2 separate regions of the Mus musculus genome follow, and region 1 is linked to region 2. The links are chromatin contacts, called in public HiChIP or PLAC-seq maps. All regions are on one chromosome and are shown on one strand. Each heading gives the region's core, a stretch centred on a gene start, on an enhancer-like site or on the middle of the called end of the contact. The rest is flanking DNA. Distances are from core to core; before and after follow the strand shown.

Region 1 (4,364 bases), core at 594-3,093, 46 kb before region 2:
TCCCATAGGAGCTGCTGCAAACATATGATTCTAACCCTACGCAGAGCAAAGTTCATAAGCATGGAGTGGAGCCTGTCATTCTTCACCCTTCTAATTCCTGAAATTTCAATTTCTATGTTCATCATGATGGTGGATATTAAGTGTCGGCAGTACCACAGAGACAGAAAGAAGGCATGAGATTGCCAATCGTTAGCCAACTGTCCTGAAGTGAGAATCATAAAATCACAGGTACAGATCTCCATTGCTGACCACAGAGTTCCAGCAGTGTGAGACCCACCCGCCTGTGTCCCTCTCTGCTCTGTGCTTCTTGTACTCAGGCAGGATTTAATACAAATGGAACCCTACCATACATTGATAGACAGAAGAACTGTGGACCAACTATTTAACAGACTTAGCCAATTACTTCTCAGGTCCGAATCCCAAAAATTTAAAGGCACTCACTATATAGAAAAAAGTAGTGGAGGAAGGGGGCATTGCATCGTTTTTTAAGGCAAGCAGAAAATAGCACAGTGGTGCATGCCCATAATCCTGGTATTCAGAAAGTGGAGGCAGAAGGGTCAGGAATTCAAGCTCACCTTTAATACATACAGAGTTTGAGGCTAGCAGAGGTGAAATGAGACTCTGTCTCAAATAACAAACAGAGCAGACAAGCGTAGATAAGGCTGGGTGTTTTCTACCTTATCTAGCTGCTACAGAATTGATTCACTTAATTTCAATGTTCCCCCTAAAGACTAGGGTAGGAGAGACCTTGGCAGGGTTCTTAAATAAATAAGAGATAGCATGTTAGTCATTGCTGGGGACAAGTGCTGCTAAACAAGACTGCAAACTTCGAATGCATTTATGTTCCCTTTAAGTCTATCAAGTATGACTATCTGGGAAAGCAGAATGACCTAGAACAAAACACGTGGCCACTGACCGATCCACTCGAGTCACCTCATCTTATGTCATTCTGTGTTGATTGGAATGCGAAGCTCTTGGCAATTCTTGAAGAACACCATCTGGATAGATTTGAAGAGAGAGATAAGAGGTCTTTCTAACATTCTACAGGATGGCAGCTAAAACCTTGGGTTAAGCTGGGAGTAGTGGAACATGCCTGAAATCCCAGCATTCTAGATGTGGGGGCAGGAGGGGCAGAAGAGCAAGTCATCTTCAGCTATAGGGGAAGTTAAAGGACAGCCTGGATTAGAGACCCAACACACACCACACATGTGCACACTTCTAGAAAAATCCAAATTTTAAAAAAGTCCCACTATGGAGTTTGGTGTTTATTGTCACTCTCAGGCCTTAGGGAGTCTACATCACAAATGCTTCCTGTTTCACTGTGTACAAAACTCTCGGTTCCAGCATGCTTCTCCTTGCAATTCGCTTATAAATGTGAAGTTACAGCATGTGATCTTTCCCTGTGTAAGAGAACATTAGAAATAGAAATCCTCTTTGAATTTAATCACTCCTAATAAAAAAATAAAAATAAAAATAAAAGTCCTCCTGACTTGAGAGCCAAATGGTCAAATGGTCAAATACGAAACCATGAAACTGCTGCTCAGTTTAACTAGCCACCACCCCAGGGGACGAGCACTTATTATTCTCTCATCCTGTGAAGCATTTCAGAGGCAGTAAACAAAAGCTAAGAATTGGAGAAATATGATGGCTAGGCATTGTATTTAATCAGTGGCCTCTCTCACATCCATACAGAGAGTGAGCATCAAAGACAGAAAAAAAATGTTTACACAGATAAGAGAAAGATCGCACCAGGGACAATGAGACCACAAGCTAGGAATGAGCCAGGGACAGACTCTGAGTAGGTGTCGTGTTCCCAGTAGGTAAACACTTTATTTGTGCTTTACAATAGACAGAAAAGCATTCTGCTGTGTGCTCTGCTCATTCCTCACTATCAGAGATTTAACTGAGTAAAGGCATGCTCGCCCTAATTGGGGAAGAGAGGTCAAAAGCAGAGCTTACAGATTAGCCTTTGTCCTCCAAGTCTTTGTATGCCAGGTATCTGTGACCTAATGAAACATTGAAATATGCAGAGGGCTCCATACTGACTCTTCAGTGCCCACTGGAACACAGTGGACAGTGACCAACCGTGACAACAGCAGCAAGTTTGAAGCAGAGTAAAGCTGCCTATTCCTTGTTCGTGGTGCCTGAACACAGAAAAAGAAGAAACTTCGTGGGCTGACACAATGGCTCAGCAGGTAAAGGGGCTTGCTGCCAAGCCTGATGACTTGAATCTGATCTAGAAAGAGCCACGTGGTGAAGAGAACTGACACATGACCACACACACACACACACACACACACAATCTTCCAGTCTCCCACTGTTATTAGAAGGCACCACATGAACTCGCTGAATTTTCACAGTGATGTCATTCTCATTTGTATCTTTCTCCTGGCATTTCTTTTTTTCCTGAAGTATTAAGTCTTAGCTTACTTATGCAGGGTCTCAAAGACCTTCCCCCACCAAGATTCCTCCTTCATTTATAGCAGCCAAATGTGGCTTCAAGGACCAGAGAGCAAGTGCAAACCACTTTGCTGTTGTTTTGACACAGGATAGGATTGCTCTACATAGCTCCGAATGTACTGGGACCATGTAGACCTGGCCAGCCTTAAACTCAGAAGAGATCTGCCTCTGCCTCCTAAGTGTTGAGATTAACAATCAGCATTGCCATACCTAGCTACATACTACTTTTAAAAGGCAGAAACATACTGAACTCAGTGAAGTTTTATTACAGAAAACAATACTCACACTTTTCGTCCCAAGGCAGGCTTACATGTACTGCTGACTTGGTCTATACGTGCCTGATGTCCTTCATGAAATGGTGTCTTACAGAAAACAAGGTTTTTCCTTCCAGCAACAGCATTTAGTTCCTTGATGTCTAATTAACATGCAGTTAAGATTAGTTAATTGACTGATTTAGTAGTATCTGTCTCAAAAGACCTTTTTCTTCTAGGTTATATATCTCCCCCTCCTCCCCCTCTTCCCTTTCCTCCTCCCTTTCCTCCTCCTCCTCCTCTTCATTTTTCACGGATTTGTTCTGTTTTTGCTGTTTTGAGGCCAGGCCTCACATAGTTCATGCTGGCTTTCAACTTCTATGTAGTTAAGGATGACTCCTCAAACTTCTGAGCCTCCTGTCTCCATCCACCCTGGATACTGGGATTACAGGAGGCTCTTACATACCTGGCTCTCTCTCCACCCACCCTGGATACTGGGATTACAGGAGGCTCTTACATACCTGGCTCTCTCCACCCACCCTGGATACTGGAACTACAGGAGGCTCTTTCTTACTTACCTGACTCTCTAGGTTACACTCCATATTTACTCTCATCACATTTTATTCTAAAATATGAGGAAAACCAGATTACATTCATCTTTGTTATAGATCTACCCATTAAAGATGTACTGCTCCCAACATGCGCCAGAAATTGTGTAGGCAAATAGCTGTGCAACCTAAGGGACACAAACAGGCTGGCCTTAAGGGATGCTGGTCTTCAGGGGAAATGCTTCATAAACACATAACACACTATGGTAAACACATATAATGTCAGAAGTACAGTGAGCCTGGGATGATCTGGAACAATAAAAGGAGAGAGTAGAGAAACAGGATCAGCAAATGTTCCACTAGAAATAACAACACATACATACATACATACAACACACACACACCCCACATTCTCCTGTCATTTTTTATTTCCGGTCTTCATACTTGCTAAATGCACTGGGTGTGATTACCTTCAACAAATAAGGAGAATAAAGGGAATGATACTTTAAAAAAAAATGATTTTAAAGTGGTTTAATAATTTTTCCAAAGATTTGTTTTATTTTTAATTGTATGTATATGCGTGTGTTTATCTGCAAGGGAGCACACATGAGTGAGGTACCCTTGAAGTCCACAAGAGGGAATTATGTCCTCTAGACCTAGAGTTACAGGTATTTGTGAGCCCCCTCACATGTGTGCTGAGAACTGAACACAGGTCCTCTGCACGAACAGCAACCTCTGTTAGCCGCTGAGTCTCCCGTCAGCCCTCCTGGCAGTCCTCCCTGCAGTCCTCCCTCCTGTCCTCCCTGCAGTCCTCCCTCCTGCCCTTCCTTCCCTCTTCCTCGTGCCCCTCCCCCAGCCCAGGGTCAATAAAGTTTTTAACAGATAACTTTAGGACACATTTTAAATAAAAGTCTAGAAAAGACAGGATGACCCTGGGCTATGCTGGAAAGAAATAGAACACGCTTTCTTGTCGACTCGCATGTCTACAGCCTGGAACTCTTCCCATACAGGAAACCCAATGTGTCAAAGCTGAGTGATGACTAAAACCTCACCAGCCCTTGACAGCCATAGAAAATGTCCTTCAACAATGAAAGCGTTCTCTTGT
Region 2 (4,625 bases), core at 1,186-3,685:
TCTTGGAACTGGCTCTGAAGTCCAGGCTGATCTCAAACTCACAGAGATTGCCTGCCTCTGCCTCCCAAATACTGGGATTAAAGGTGGGTGCCACCAGGCCCAGCCTACCCTTATTGTTATACTGGCTTTTGTAAGCTACTTTTAAGATAGCATCTAGAATTCGAACATTAAAGAAGAAACTAGAACAAAACGGCTGAAAACTCAGATCATGGAATTGACCCTATCCACTCTTCTTTCTTAGCTATCAATTCCTTCATCAAGGAAGCAGGGAGAATAATAAATACTTTAACTACTTTGATCTCTCTTCCCTCCCTCCCTCCCTCTCCTCCTCCCCTTTCCTCTTCATCCTCCTCTTCTGGGCAGTTTCCAAGACTTAGACCTTGCCTGTCTTATCCTTTTGTTCCCCTTAAACTCTAATAAAATGATCCTTGAGCTTCCTTTTATCCATTCTACTTTAAAATTCTTTTATTGATCAGGCTAAGAATTCATGAAAGGGAACCCCAGTTTCTCCAGAAAGAACAGGGTCTCTCTATAATCTAAGCTGGCCTGGAACTCCCTATATAGTCCAGAATGGCTTCAAACTCATCAATAACAGCCTGGACTCTGTCTCCTAGGTGTTGGGCCACCACACATGAGAATTTCCCTTAAATCAACACTTGCTGTTTAGCTAAGGCCATTATTTCAACTATAAAAGACTATACTAGGGCTTAAAATACAGCTTGGTCGTTAAGAGTACTTACTACTCTTCCTGACGGTATGAACTGTGTTCTCTGTACCAGTGTCAGGGGATCCAACGCCCTCTTCTTACCTCCTTGGACAGACACACACACACACACATACACACAGTTCTTTGTTTTTGTTTTTGGTGGGGTTTTTTGGTGTTTGTTTCTTGTTTTGAGACAGCATTTCTCTGTGTAGACTTGGCTGTCCTGGAACTTGCTCTGCAGACCAAGCTGGCCTCAGATTCTCAGATTAACCTGCCTCTGCCTCCTGAATACTGGGATTAAAGGTGTGTGCTACCACATCTGGCTTATACCTTAAAATTTCTTTTAAAAACAAACAAAAAGCCCAACAACAATAACTATAAAACAGGTCTGGAGAAATGGCTCAGCAGTTAAGAGCAGGTGCTGCTCTGTCAGGGGACCTGAGTTCATTCCAGCACACACACAGGGGCTCACTACTGCCTGTAACTACAGCTCAGGGGACCTGATGTCCTCTTCTGGACTCTGTGGGCACTGCATACGCACGGTGCTCAGACATACATGCAGGTAAATAAATAAATAAATAAATAAAATCTATCTATCTATCTATCTATCTATCTATCTATCTTCTATCATCTATTTTTGAGATAGGGTTACTCTCTTATATAGCCTTGGCTGTACCAGTACTTGCTATGTAGACCAGGCTGTCCTGGAACTCACAGAGATATGCCTGCCTATGTCTTTTGAGTGCTGGGATTAAAGATAGGTGCCACCACATTTAATAATTAAATAATTAAAAAAAATTTTTTTAAGAATTTTTTAAAGTTCTGTATAATCTGGAATAGCTAGGCAGATATGGAATTGTACAGACTAATTTGTAAAATCAAAATAATTTTTGCATTTCAAACCTTAAGAAGCCCAAGATTGTGTGTGACCACCACCTGACTTTAAAGATGCCAAAATGGAACAAAATTCCTGACAATTCACAACCGCTTACATGTGCTTGGGTCTACTTATCTGTCAGAGTATAGCTACATAGCCTTCTTCATTAGAATAATTACAATACTTCTCAGATCCAACAGTCTTGTATTACAGGTAAGAAAGCCCTCAGACAGGAGATGCGGGTGGATGTGCAAGACAAAAACTAGACTCCTTTTGTTTCTTCTGACTGTTTAGAAACCAGCTACAACATTCTTTCTCCATCTGCAATCTGGTCTCCGTGCCGGTGACGTTTACCTGACACGCCACCACTTACAAGTTTACAGCAGAGCATTTTATGTCTGTGGCTTGCCTGAACTCCCTTTGAAAAACTCTTGAATGTTTGCAGATGAAAATGACCTTCATCACTTCTTAAATTGCACTTAAATGAAAAGATAAACATTTCACAGATTTACTTCTGAACCTTCTAAACTCCAGGAATCTCTGATGGTGGGAACCCACACACATTAAGCCATTTGGAGATTTAATATAAATAGGCGCTACTTTGTAGTAACTCTGGCAAAGAGGAAGCGCTCCAACCCAGAGTCCATACAAAGCATTTGGGAATCCCTCAGTTAGAGCTCTAGCATTCCTTCTGCAAGAGGACACAAGGGAGACTTCCCGTCCTCTCCACTGCTTCCTGCATGTGGGATCAATATGGGCAATGCAAAGCTTAAACAGATTGCAATGGAGGGGAGCGGAGGCAGGCAATGCTTCGTTTTGCATAGTTCTTCGTAAACAGATTGAATTGGAGTGACTCTCCTTGGAGCTTTGCAGAGACTTCCCGCTTAAGTTACTGCGTGCCTGAATGGTCCATTTCACCAATATTTGCTTATGGAAATAAGGGGGAGTGGCAGGGAGCCGCGGAGAGGGATGGAGGAGGGGCTTGAGGCTTGGGAGCTCTGGAGTACCAGTAACCTTGTCTGATGTGATCATTAACCTTTTCAGGAAAAGGCAGCTGGCAGCCCTCTGAGTTCTGGCCATAGGATGTGGGGTGAGCCGGACAGATACTGCGATTTACAGACGATTTCTCTACTTGAAGAGCTATTGTTCACTTGCGTGTAAGAAAAAAGAAAAACAAAAGGAAAGAAAAAGAAGAAAAGAAAAAAGAGAAAGAAAAGAAAAGATGCGATTCCAGCCCCTTTTTTGGGTATTTTTTATTTTTGCCATGAGTCTCCTTTTTATCAGTGAACAGAAACCAGGTAGGTTTTTGAAATAACTGGCTAGGGTAACTTGTTTGTTTGCCTGTTTGTGCTTCTGGGTCTCTAAATGTGCTTATGCTGAGAACTATTTGGGTATACTTACAGTTAATAGGACTGAGGAAAATATATAGGATTTCTGAAGTACATTTAGCAATCTCATTGTGGGATACTATTTGGACATTTTAAAATATTGTTATGTATTTTACAATTATTTTTCCAAGAAAATAATTCTCAAAACTATTATCCATACAAGTAAATAGATGGGAGAATGTTGGTCTACTAATAAACCTAGATTTTTTTTTAGGTAACATGCAAAATCTAAGCAGATTATCAAGAGAGCATGCATGTTGCTGATTGGAGGAGGGCATTGTAAGTTGAGGTAGCCAAAATCATGATGTAACAATGTAAAATGATAAAACTGGCCCACTGACTGCCTGCCATCTCTGGTTATTTAATTACACAAGACAAGGTTTTGTTTATTTGTTTGTTTATTACTGTTTGGTTTTTTTATCATTATGACGTTTAAGGCAAAACTGTAAAAGGTATGTTGTCAGCGTTAAGTTTTCTGACACATAAAGTTGAAGGGTCAAGTTTCAACCAAAAGATGACAATAGTCATTATCCAAGGGTGTCAGTACAGACGTGATAAAATGTTCCTTTAGTTAGACGGAAGATGGAGTGTCTTGGCTGAAAAGTCAGCCGCTGCTTTTAATTAGGACTTTGATTGCTCTGAGGTTATTCAAATCATTCTTTTTACATACATAAGGGGAAAAAAAGTTACAAGGTCCTTCTTTACTGCCTATAGTAATCGCTACTCAATCCAAAAAATAAAATTCGGATCTCTAGTTTTCTAAAATATAGAGTATCCTGGACGGTGTTCTTGTAAAACAACTTACATTAATTCCTTAAAGAAGTGTGAGAATTGGGTGTAAGAAATATGTCCAGAAGGCTGCCACGGCCGAGGTCTTACTGCCAACACGGGCAGAAGGAATGTACCTGCGTGTCTGTGTAGCCAAGTGATTTGTTTACCGCTTAATCTCGGATGAAGGGATAACAAACGACCTCAGAACGGTTTTGCTGTGCAGATGCTGCCCCTTTCTCCTTTTTAAAACTGACCTTATTTCTCCTTTCTTCAGTTAACTTTCCCAGGAGAAGAAAACTATACAGACACAACTGCTTTCGCAGGAGATGCATTCCACTTCATTCTCGAGTGCCCTTCCCATGAGGTATTCCTGTCCCCGCGCCCCCGCCCCGCCCCGCCCCCGCCCCCCCCCCCGCGCCTTCCCCCTCCCCTTTTGCCCCCGCCCTCCCGCCTCCCCCCTGCGCCCTCGCCCTCGAGCTTCCCCCACCAACTCCCCCTGACCCAACTCAGCTACACACAGGTAGCCCTAGTTTGTGACGGTATCATGACTTACAGTGATGTAAAAGTGTAAGAGTTGCACGCATCACGCCTGGAAGAGTGAAAGGAAGAAGAGGAGATAGATAATGTGAAGATACCGATGGCTGTTGAGTCCGGATGATAGTTATATGAAGCCAAACACTGTACACGTTTGAGAACTTTAACAATTTAAAGAAAATCAAGCTGTGGGAGGATGTAATTATAAAAGTATCTCTACACATGGATTTAGCAAACACTGGCTAGGATATGCACAAATCCTCTTTAGAGCAGTGTGAGCCTGAAAGCATTTGGAGATTTTTAACCCAGCCTCTTGGCAATGACGGGACAGCCTTAACTCTTCAAACTT

The links. HiChIP or PLAC-seq counts read pairs in DNA pulled down with a chosen protein or histone mark.
Region 1: an H3K27ac HiChIP or PLAC-seq map of extraembryonic endoderm stem cells shows a contact between it and region 2. The contact joins the enhancer-like site here to the promoter of Apela in region 2. A contact is called at or near these places in 1 of 39 promoter capture datasets (neural stem cells), 4 of 15 datasets of contacts at CTCF or cohesin (embryonic stem cells and stem cell-derived epiblast-like cells), 70 of 484 Hi-C or Micro-C datasets (8-cell embryo, differentiating embryonic stem cells, differentiating spermatogonia and 12 more), 19 of 115 datasets of contacts at active chromatin or transcription factors (differentiating embryonic stem cells, embryonic stem cells, epiblast stem cells and 4 more) and 3 of 9 other capture datasets (adipose tissue, embryonic stem cells and pancreatic islet).

The regions. Positions count from the first base shown.
Region 1 is chr8:65,080,955-65,085,318 of GRCm38.p6, reverse strand. No RefSeq gene overlaps it. Among named protein-coding and RNA genes, the nearest start is that of Gm39184, 21 kb to the left of the region's middle. Within about 2 kb of position 1,843, at least 10 of the 459 cell types and tissues checked have an H3K27ac peak or open chromatin away from gene starts, as enhancers often do. A contact at or near this core is called in extraembryonic endoderm stem cells, where this site is marked.
Region 2 is chr8:65,035,146-65,039,770 of GRCm38.p6, reverse strand. Apela (apelin receptor early endogenous ligand) reads left to right here and starts at 2,435. Exons shown (of 4, transcript NM_001297554.1): 1 at 2,435-2,490; 2 at 2,628-2,881; 3 at 4,017-4,106. The coding sequence starts at 2,806. The coding sequence ends at 4,105.